Regions from separate parts of the Mus musculus genome. Here region 2 is linked to region 1. The links are chromatin contacts, called in public Hi-C maps. All regions are on one chromosome and are shown on one strand. Each heading gives the region's core, a stretch centred on a gene start, on an enhancer-like site or on the middle of the called end of the contact. The rest is flanking DNA. Distances are from core to core; before and after follow the strand shown.

Evidence for each region. A called contact is a pair of places that touch in the nucleus more often than the background predicts.
Region 2: a Hi-C map of cortical neurons shows a contact between it and region 1, with 3 times the contacts expected there. The contact joins two enhancer-like sites.

The regions. Positions count from the first base shown.
Region 1 is chr15:30,569,090-30,574,488 of GRCm38.p6, forward strand. The region is part of intron 3 of Ctnnd2 (catenin (cadherin associated protein), delta 2); the gene reads left to right. Among named protein-coding and RNA genes, the nearest start is that of Gm24487, 30 kb to the right of the region's middle. Within about 2 kb of position 1,547, at least 27 of the 459 cell types and tissues checked have an H3K27ac peak or open chromatin away from gene starts, as enhancers often do. A contact at or near this core is called in cortical neurons, where this site is marked.
Region 2 is chr15:30,737,492-30,742,775 of GRCm38.p6, forward strand. All of the region lies in intron 9 of Ctnnd2 (catenin (cadherin associated protein), delta 2), which reads left to right. Among named protein-coding and RNA genes, the nearest start is that of Gm41283, 57 kb to the left of the region's middle. Within about 2 kb of position 3,405, at least 17 of the 459 cell types and tissues checked have an H3K27ac peak or open chromatin away from gene starts, as enhancers often do. A contact at or near this core is called in cortical neurons, where this site is marked.

The DNA.
Region 1 (5,399 bases), core at 297-2,796:
CTGTGTTGTGAGTATAGATGGGATAGATGATAATAAGGCAACAGTGGCCTCGATGCTGAAGGTTCCTCCGAGTCCCGTGAGTGGTTACAAAGATGTTGGAAGTATTATCCAATTATCTCAGCCATTTTCCTCCCCGAGAGCTCAGTTCCATAAATTGGTAAGTTGTAAAGAAAAGCAACTTATTTTGGCTCATGGTTCTGTTCAATGGTTTGCTGGCTACAGTTTTTTGATACAACTCTGAGGCAGCACAAGTCATGTTATGTTATGACAAGAAATGGGAAGTGTGTGTGTGAGTGTGTGTGTGTGTGTGTGTGTGTGAGAGAGAGAGAGAGAGAGAGAGAGAGAGAGAGAGAGAGAGAGAGAGAGAGAGAGATTAGAGAGATGGGGCAGAGAGACAGACAAACAGAGGGGGAGGAAACATATACAGAGAAGGGGCAGAGCCTCAGAGGGAAAGAGGGAGGGGAAGAGAGGGAGGAACGGAGGCAGGAAGGAAGGGAAAGAGAGAGAGGAGTGTGCATGTGTGTGGGTTTGGAATAAAGCCACCAAGAATTCAGTCATGGGTTCCCTAGCCCAGTGATTTTGTCTAATCCTCATCTCTTCATAACTCTACCTTTCAACACTATTCAGGTCAAATTTCTATCCCATAATACTGAAAGCAAGGATGAAATTTCACGTTGAGGTTTCTGGAGCAAACAAACTGCAACAGTCTCCTAGCAACAGTCTCCTACGTGTCGCAGGAGTTGGGATGAGCACCATTGTCATCAAAAGGATTTTGTGGTTATCCTATTTAAAGGGCAAATTTTGTGAGGGTACACCAAGATAAAAAAGGGTTCTAAGAGTATTTAACCACCTAGAAATGTAGTGGCAAGATATAAAATTTCATTTTACACTTCAGTTTTTAGAAACTTTTCTTAAACATGATGTGCCCCATTCATGTAGGGCTGCATTTTTGTAGGATGTGGTAGGCATTAGCCATTTTTTCCCTTTCAAACATGGATCATTGAAGGGACTCTGTATGTTGACAGACCAGACTTAGGGCACAGATGAAAGGCTTAGAACTCAGTGTAATTGCTATTTGTCCCACATGTGTGCTTGCTTCCAGGAGAATGCCTGGAGGGCAAAGCCCTGTGTTGAAAAGTGCTTTTATCTTTGTAAAGGAATCACAAGCCTTCCATGAAGTTCACTTGTAGTTGCATGACTAGTCTATTTCCATAAAATCTGCCATTAGAGAAAGCTACCCAAATATGTCATCTGCCCCCTCTAGATTTAGGCTGACTGTTGTCTTCAAGAGCTGTTCACTGAGTTAGCCAAGTGTGAAGGCTGTGGCAACATCCCCATTTTTATTAGGAAATTCTAAGAAGTGACAGCAAACTTCAGATGCGTTTGGTCATCTTTTCTCCAGTATTTCTGGAAAGGATAAGCTAGACCAGCCTGCTAAGTGGATTTAATTGCTGTAATTGGTTTTAATATTTTCAGAGTCTGCACCGTGTGGAAAGGGAAGCAGATGCTGAGTCACAGTGTGGAGCTTCTAAGTAGCTGCTGCCGGAATTTTACAGATCAGCATGCACACAGTCAGAAGTGATCTCCGTTCTAGTCAGTCTGGCAAAAACGAAGGTGACAGAAATGGTGCCTGGTTTTTGTCTATTTAATTATCGAGCCTCGATATTAGAATACAGATCAGGGACGCACTCCCAGGTGCAGAGTCCCTGCAATAATTATGGATTTATTTTTTACCACTTGCCAGAACATGCATCCTATAGGTAATATGAAGAAAAGTCCCCAGTTCTACATGCATGCAGTTCTACATGCATGCAGTTCTACATGCATGCAGGGCAGGTAGAGAGTGCCAAAGAACAGGGTACTGTGGGGTCATTTGCACTATGTCAGGAAGACCACTAGCACCCATGCCAACTCATGATAGGCTTTTAAAGAAATTTCCTCAGTTCTTCCAAATGACAACAAAGGCTCACAACTTGAACAATAGCCACATAATGGAGGTTTGATGCCCCAGTATAGGAGGACACCGACTGGAACAGTTTGGTGGGAGTTGGTCGGTGAGTAGGTAGAGGAAGCACCCTTGCAGAGGCAAAGGGGAGGAAGGCGAGAGAGAGCAGGTGGGATGGAAGGGGTTGTAGAGGGTTAACTGGGAAGAGAGATATCATTTGAGATATAAACAAATGGAATGACTAATAAAAAATAAGCCCTTAGAAAAGAATGTTAACTATTTTAATAAAATCATTTAAGAAAAATCTCTCTCTCTCTCTCTCTCTCTCTCTCTCTCTCTTTCTCTCTCAAGATGTAAGCTACTTGGGATGCTTTCAAAAACGTAATGAAAACTATAGGATGGAGAAAAACATTTCGGAAAAGCAAAGCAGGAAGATATCTCCCTCACTCCTAGTACCTAGATAATCAGATTTGTTTTCCACATGTTGTTGTTTGTAAAATAAAGTCACAGTGAGTGAATTCTCATTTCAAAGTCACTACTTACAGTGTCCCCAGACTTTCAGCTAGTAGGATTTATGAGCCAATGTAGCAGTAATCTCCAAGCCAAATAAACCCGTATAGAAACACACACAACCCAGTTATTACATTTATAAGTTGTATGCCTAGAGTGCCAGAACTACCAGTAGACTAAGCTCTTCCCTACCTATGAGATCCCTTGCTACTTGTGGCCTCTACAGCCCATGTGGTTCTGCTTCATCTTCCTTCCACCTCCTTTTTCTCTGTCTTCTTCCTCCTTCCTTCCCTCTCTTCTCCCACTCTCTAAAACCTCCAGCCCCACCTTTCCCTTCCTCTGCCCAATCATAGGCTCTAGCCTTTATTTGGCCAGTTAGAATGGGGAGAAGTTTCACATGAAATCACCCGAGAATGTGATCCACTTGTCCTTGGGGCAGCCCCTTTTGAGGAAGCAGAATTAACATCAGAATTCAGACAGCACCAGGGCAACCTACAACAAGCCAATTTTTACTTCTTAAACTCTATTTTATGAAGTAGCCAATCTTGCCAGCCCTGTTTCCATGTGTCTGTCCAGGACCAGCCACTTCTCACTAATCACTTGCACAGGTGCTTGGGTTCCAGAACGCCCTGTGAGCTTCAGCACAAGCATATTCATTTTTCTAAAACAAAAAAACAAAAACAACAGCAACAACAGCAAACAAAACAGACCTTGGATCTCTTCACTAGCTAGATTGCCAGGAGCATTCTGGCTCCCTAAGAGCAGAGTACCTGGGAAAGTCATGGCAGTGGCCACCCTTGTTTCTAGCTGCCTGAAGCCTTTGCCCACTGATGTCATCTTCTGATGGTGGACAACACTAGCCTGCAGACCCATTGCATTTTGAGGTCTGGGAAATTTCAAAGACAATTAAGAGTTTTCTTCTGCCATGATTGGCTTGCCTTATCTTCTCCCTAATATCTCTGCTCAGTAAAGCCTCTCTCCCACATACCATGTAATATTTTTAATTGGAATAGAATTCTCTCACTTTATCCCCTCCCTTCCTTCCTTCTGGCTCCTCCCACCTAACCTCTCCCAAACCCCTCTCATGCCCCCACTCTCTAGTTAATTGCCTCTGTTTCTTTGGTTATTATTGTGATACATATATGCTTGTATGTATATTGTGTATATGTATACACAGTTATGTAAATATGCCTTGCTGAGTCTGTTTTGTTGTTTGTATGTATATGGTTCCAGGGCTGATGACTATGCTTGGGTCAACCAATAAGGGGCCTCCTCCCTGGGAAAGATGAGTTACAAGCTCTCCTCATCCCTGGGAGAGACACGTTCTCTTCCTCCCAGCAGTCATTAGTTACCTGTAGTTCTTTTTCTAGGGGTGAACCCCATGAAAATTTAACCATTCCATGTGAGCTTGTGCATTGATGCTCCTATTGTTCCAGTCTTTTTTATGTGGCTGTTTCTAGGAGGAACCATTTCACAGCACTCCCTCATATTCTGGCTCTTAACAGTCTTTCTGCACCCCTTCTGAAATGTTTCCTGAGCTATAGATGCAGGGGCTGTGTTTTATTTAGAACCAAACCCTTGACTCTACTGTCCCTTTTTTGTTTTAAAAGCACTTTCTTCTAATATATGTATGTGTGTGTGTGTATATATATATATATATATATATATATTCATTTATTTTCTTTCCTGGTTAAAGGAGTAGTATTGCCTATTTTATTTATGGTACAATTCTCCAGTGACTAAAAGTCTAGTCACATGTTAAACAATCAGTCAGTATCTGACTAATGAGTGAATGAAATACTTAGCATTGTAATTTTTAATAATGTTCTTCACACATATGCTCAGAAGTCAATTTTAGCATCAGCTCACCACTCATTATCAAAACTTAGCCCAAAGTGATTACTTCAAATTTCTTTAGGATTGACCTTGATATTGGCAATCTCTTCAAAGAACTTATCCCAGGAATCAGTAGGAAATGGAAGAAACCAGAAATCCCTCACTCTCATTTACAAATAAAATCCTGTTCATTCGGAACATTTCCTAACTACTCAGACCTGGCTGACTCTGTAGCTTATACACATCTGCATGTTTTGCCCAGTGCTTTCCAGTTTTTTTTGGAAAACCATAAAAAACTGGGCCAGTACTTCTGCTTGCTGAGTCACAGAAGTATAAAAGCTGCTTAAGATCAATTACTTCTTAATATCGAAAACACATGTATGCATGTATTCTGGGATATACAGCACAGCTATTCCAAAAGATGGGCCTTTGATTTAACTGTACTGCCCTTCTAACAATGACTAACCCAAGACATGGGACGTAGGAAGGGAGGCCAAACACCATTTTCTTCTCACACTGAGGAGGATCATATAAACGTAAGTAGATCTTATGGTTCACAGTCCCATATCATGGGAAGCATGTTTAAACATATGCATGGTAATGATCTTGAGAGAGCAACGGTCTACAGTAATTTTTCTCTTTATGAATATAAATTGGAGGTCTGATTGGGATGTAGCTCATTGACAGAATATTGCCCGATATGCTCAGACCTCAGCTTTGATGATGAGCACCACCAAACTGGAACAAATAAACAAATGAAAAGTGAAAGATGAGACAGAAGGATGGAATACAAAGAGCTAAAACAATTCAAGAACAATTATTTGTGGGGTTGAATTTATTCATATTTATGTGACTATACAGTTTAAGAGATACATGGGTGGGTGAATAAATAAATAAATGACTGAATAAATGAGTTCTGAAGTTACTTATAAGTCCACTTTCAATTTTGTACATAAATCAACATGGGAAACACTCCTAAGAGTGTATCACATACCAAAATAGGGTTATTATTTAAATATATTTTTCTAACTTGGCCAGAAGCAGTAGAATATAATTGCAGTCCATTCTAAATGAAATGTTGAAGATGAAGCATTTAAACTGGCAAAGC
Region 2 (5,284 bases), core at 2,155-4,654, 170 kb after region 1:
ATCTGATAGCAATGAAGCCCCCGTGGATTATGAGATTATGCTCTATATCAAAGCAGACAATGTTACCATTATCGCTGCTGTTTTTATTTTGTTTGTTTTCTGGAAATATGTAATATGTGTGGACGTAAGGAAGGCAAATACTCAGAAAAATCACTAATTAAAATTAAAATCATAAAACTTTTTTCCTCTTAATCTAACTTTACTCTTTAAAAGAGATTATTGCCCACCTTCTCAGACAGTTAGTGGTCAGTACACACTCACACAGGTCACATGTATTCACACACACATCCATGTAAGCATTTGTTTGTATTTTTTTCTAAACTGTAAACTTCAACTCATTCAAAGGCAGTGAAGCCCTTTAAATAATCACAAAAGGTGATTCAAAATTGATTTAGAACCGCATAAATAGAACCTTTCAGTGTACCACTCCCACTAGGTTATTGGTTTTTACTTAATTATACGTTAACAAATGTAAGATTGGGCAAGTTGAGCAACAGTGTTAATATTTCATATTTAGCTTATCCGTTTAAATACCTTAAAACATAAAGCTAAAATACTAAAACATGCTCCTTTTCTTAGCTTACATGTTTTAAAATCTTATCGCCAAGTGCTAAGGCCTAGTAATTATTGGAATATTACTTAACACAATTTAATTAAAATAAAAATATTTTTTATTTTGGTTAAACATGGTACTTATGCCAGCTAGTATTTGGTTAGCTCTTGTCTACTAGTGTGTTATTATTGGAGGCTTCTTATCTGCTGTTTTAAGCTTTCTCACGATAATAAGGAATAAGGATTGGGTTGCAATAATCCAATAAAGCCACACAAAGAAAGTATTAAGAGACACAGCCCAGAAGCACAATGCTGGTTACCCATTTAAGGAGAAAGGAGCTTGATCCCTCCTGAAGCTGCTTCTAACGGTGCCCTGTACTGAAGCCGGATCCTGTATTTTCCATGAGCTTTGCATTATCTTTGGTTTCCCAGACATGTAAAAATCCGTCTAACCAGAAATGTGACACTGGAGAAGGATAAGAAAATGTGAAATTAAGCATTAGAATATCAGGTTTATGTTCCCTTTTGTACTACATTGTTTTCCTTGGACATACTTAATGGTCTTACAGAAATACAATCATATATCTGACAGCCCATGTCACATGTTGTATGGTGTATTTCTCCAGCAATTAGGCTTACTATAGATTGATTATATAGCATACCACTTCAGTGTGTGAGCCTCTGGGCATGCACATGAGTATCTGGATGTCAGAACTTCAGGGGAAAAAAAAAACCATAATGGAGAAAACCCCTACTGTACTCACAGTTTCTGCTCATGAGCAAAATAAAAATAAAAATGACCCCATTTAGAGGAAGTCCCTAAAGGAACTAATTCAAGTATATCCTAGTATTCATGGAAAGTTGACTCAAAATTGAGGGCATAGTTCAAATTTCGTCCGTTTCATTGTGGAGGTTTACTTTCTGATTTTGGTTCAGTGGAAAATGTTTTGACATTAACTGCTGCGTGGAGAGTATTCCCAGGATCTACACAGTCACACGGCTCAAGATTCCACGTCTAAAATTTGCATCAGTAGATGGTTTTATAATATGGAGTTCGGAGTGGGTATGTGGTTCTGAACATGTCTGCCATTTGTGGGGCATGGGGATTATTCCTGTAAGAATCATTCTGTAAGGAGCTGCAGAGAGCAAGTTCAGACAGTAACTCTTTCCAACAAGAGGTGTTTTTTTTAGATATGTATTTACCCTTTGCAGACTGTATGTATGTGTTTATGTATGTATGTATGTATGTGTGTGTGCGTGTATATGTTCATATACATACACATGCACATACACATACATATAGTCTCTGGTCATACACATGAATAGTTGGATGTCAAAACTTCAAGAAAAAATGTAATGGAAAAAATCCTACTAGGTTCACATGTGCACATGTGTGTGCATGCATGTGTGTGTGTGTGTGTATACACAAATATATATATATATATATATATATATATATATATATATACACATATACATATACATAACTTTTTAAAATTAAATGTTTACTAAAGCTCAAAGAAAGCAGTAGAGTATGAAATGCATCACCGAGGAAAGCAAACATTCGTAGTTGGTTTCTCTCCCCAGTGACCTGTGAGCATGTTGCTAGCAAGCACTTGCAATAGTGCAAATGTTTAAAAGAGTCAAAATACACACAACTCAGTGTCATGGAAATTGGATATTAAAAGGAAAAAAAAATAATTTCCAGGACAGGCCACCAATGCAAGTGCTTACAGGCTTCTGAACTCTCAGTGTTGAAGTGTATTTCTGTGAGAAAAAGTAAAGATCATAATGATATCAATGGGCCATCATTTTATAGCACCTTTTATGTAACATTTTATATGTGCTTCCTAGGCCATTTTAAAAGTTAAGGAAGTAGAAACGTGACAGAATTGACTCCTTAACTCACTCAGTCTATTCCTCAGAATTATAATTATTAGGGCTTTGAAGATAGCTTGGTTGATAAAGGGTTTTTGACCCCAGTCAAACTGATGAGGTCCAGGGAAAAAGGAGATCCTGTCTCAAAAAGAAGGTGAGCATCACTGAGCAGCAACGCCCGGGGTTGACCTTTAACCTCCCCATACACCCGCATACAATGCGCATGCACCTCTGAGCATGCTCACACACATTTACTGAAGCCTTAGTGGTTTCTTCTAGATGCTTCCATGCGTGCATTGGTCGCCATTAACGGATTTGCATGATTTACCTTCTCAGTGCCTCTGGAAGAGCCAATGTGCAGGACACAGAGGAGACCTACACTCTTGTTGCCCCTTCATGTCTCTGAAGACCCAATTCGTCCACCTTCTCTGCATCCCACCTTCAATGGTGACCATGCTGACATTCAAAGCAGCATTTTCTGGAACTTTACAGCCACTGCTCAAGCATTTATAACTCCTTTGCAGGGACTGGGATTTTTCTGTCCCACCATGGGGATTTCTTCCTTCTCTCTTGTACACGACTTCACATTCACCACCGTGAGAGTAAAATGTCTCTTGTTTTCTCTGAGTATTAAATCCATAGACATAAGAAAGAATCTCGCTAAAATGTCCCCACTGGTGAGAGCCCTTTTTTGTTAAGTCCTTTTACAGAATGTTCGTGGGAAACATGACATTTATGTCGCAGGTTTTCTTTTTTGCTTTGCTTATTATCAGGACAAACTTGTCACACACGTACCAAATGTATGCAGTCTTTTAAATTTTCATGGTGGGAATTTGACATTTCAGGTCTGAGCAAATGGGTTGGATCCTTCTCTTTGTTAATCAGTCTCTCACAAGGGGGCTGTACGCACGCAAGAGAGCTGGTGGCTGGTAGAAATCTCTTAAAGTGCTTCTTTATTTGTGTCTCAGTTAACGACTGGTGACATCTAGTGGTCACTGGTGGTGACTGGGTTTGTGGCACTCATGGCTATGCTGGAGAGGCACAGCCAAAGGAAGCTGTAGTATTGGCGTTTGCAGATGGAGGTAGTCAGTTCCCAGCATCTAGTGATGCTGTTCTCTGCCCATTAGCCACCACTGTAACTACTGAGAGCAGGCCCACAGCTGTACGTGCCTCGGTAGACAGTGGCCTGTTAGGGGAACTCCATTCCCCCCCCCCCCATCCCCACACACTCATCCTCTTCGATGATGAGGATTCATCGCTCACAGAAAGCAGTGTCAGATCTGCTTGGCGTATCCGTGGCAGCTAAAAGTAGGAGGCTTGGTCTCCTCTTGGTGTTGTTCTCTGGAAGAGATTCCACATGGGAAGCCAACCTGCGATGGCAGCTTCTTTATTAAATATGTGCAGTGGAAATTATGCTAATTATGCTGGAGTGTAATTATAGACTAGGAAGATTCTCTCACAGTCTGACTTGAATTGTTGTAGATAAATGTGCATTAAGTTAATAGTGTGCCGCTAATTGTGAAAGGTAAAGGGGAGGCAGAGATGTAATCAGTTACTCCATCTTTTAAAGATGCTTGGTCCCAGGCAGAAGGTACCCAGAAAGCCCAGGTATGGGGAAACCCTGCAGTGAGTGTTCTTCATCCATTTGGGTACACAGTTTCAATATGGCACAAAAAATAATCACTGGTGACTGGTTAATCAATTTAATTCCACTAGTCTGTGGCATTCACTACAGAAGGTAGTTACATGCTGTGGCAATTAGCAACTGTAAGTTCTAAGTATGGTTATGGAGTTAATTTTTTAGGCTTTATGCTTTTTTGTGCGTATTTCTGATAATTATGGAAATGAGAAAAATACCCATTGGCACAACTTCAAATGTTCAGCCAAAGATGTATTCCAAGAAACAAATTCTACTTACATGTGACTACAGAATCCAAGTGGTCTTCAAAGTTACCAGTTCCAAGAATGGCATTGGTGGCCTGCTGCGCTGACATGAAGGGCACATCAGTTATCTATATCTGCCAGATAAAGATTTCTGAAACCTACTAGTAAAGTGGCACTATGAAAGCCCCACCCCAGTACCAGCTAACTAAGAGGAAAGCTTTAAAAGCTAGCATACATAGGGAGAATGATGAATGTTTCTGCAAGTAGTATCAGAAAATGTAATGTTTACATGTCTTCTGAGAATGACTGATATCCAGCCAAATACTGAAGGGGAGTTTGGGGAATTCCTCTATGAAGGGAACAGAGATCCGACAGATCCAGCTGTTTAAAGCATTTGTGCTGACAACAGAAAAGGCCACACCTGTAAGTGCTGGCAGAGGTTGACCCCTGTGCAGGGAAAGAAGAGACGTCGTTGTGGGAAAGCATATCCATTTCTAGTGATACTACTGAGCTTTAAAGACGTCCTTATGCTAGCTTTACAGCTTGAAACCCAGTGGAGTCCAGGAGATGTACACCAGGCTTTTCCTGATTTCTTTAATAGACGTTTAGACTATCTTCATTGTACAAGCAAATGCATTTCAAGATAGTAACCATATCCACCCCATTGCCCTCTGGCATCCTACTCCCCATTTAGTGTATGTTTGCAGGGGGCAGGGAGGACAAAGAGGAGAGGTGGGGGTGGGGAGAGACCTATATTCCACATATGAGAAAAAGTGTCCTATTTGTTTTGTGAGTTAACATGATGATCTCTGTCTCACCCATTCTCCTGCAAATGGCGTCTTTCTCTCCTTTTGGGTTGATGGTTCTCCACTGTGCACACGCACCTCCCTTTATCCACCCCCATGTGTTGATGGTACCTAGACTGATTCTGATACCTGTCTGTTATAAATAGGGTGGCAGTAAACATGAA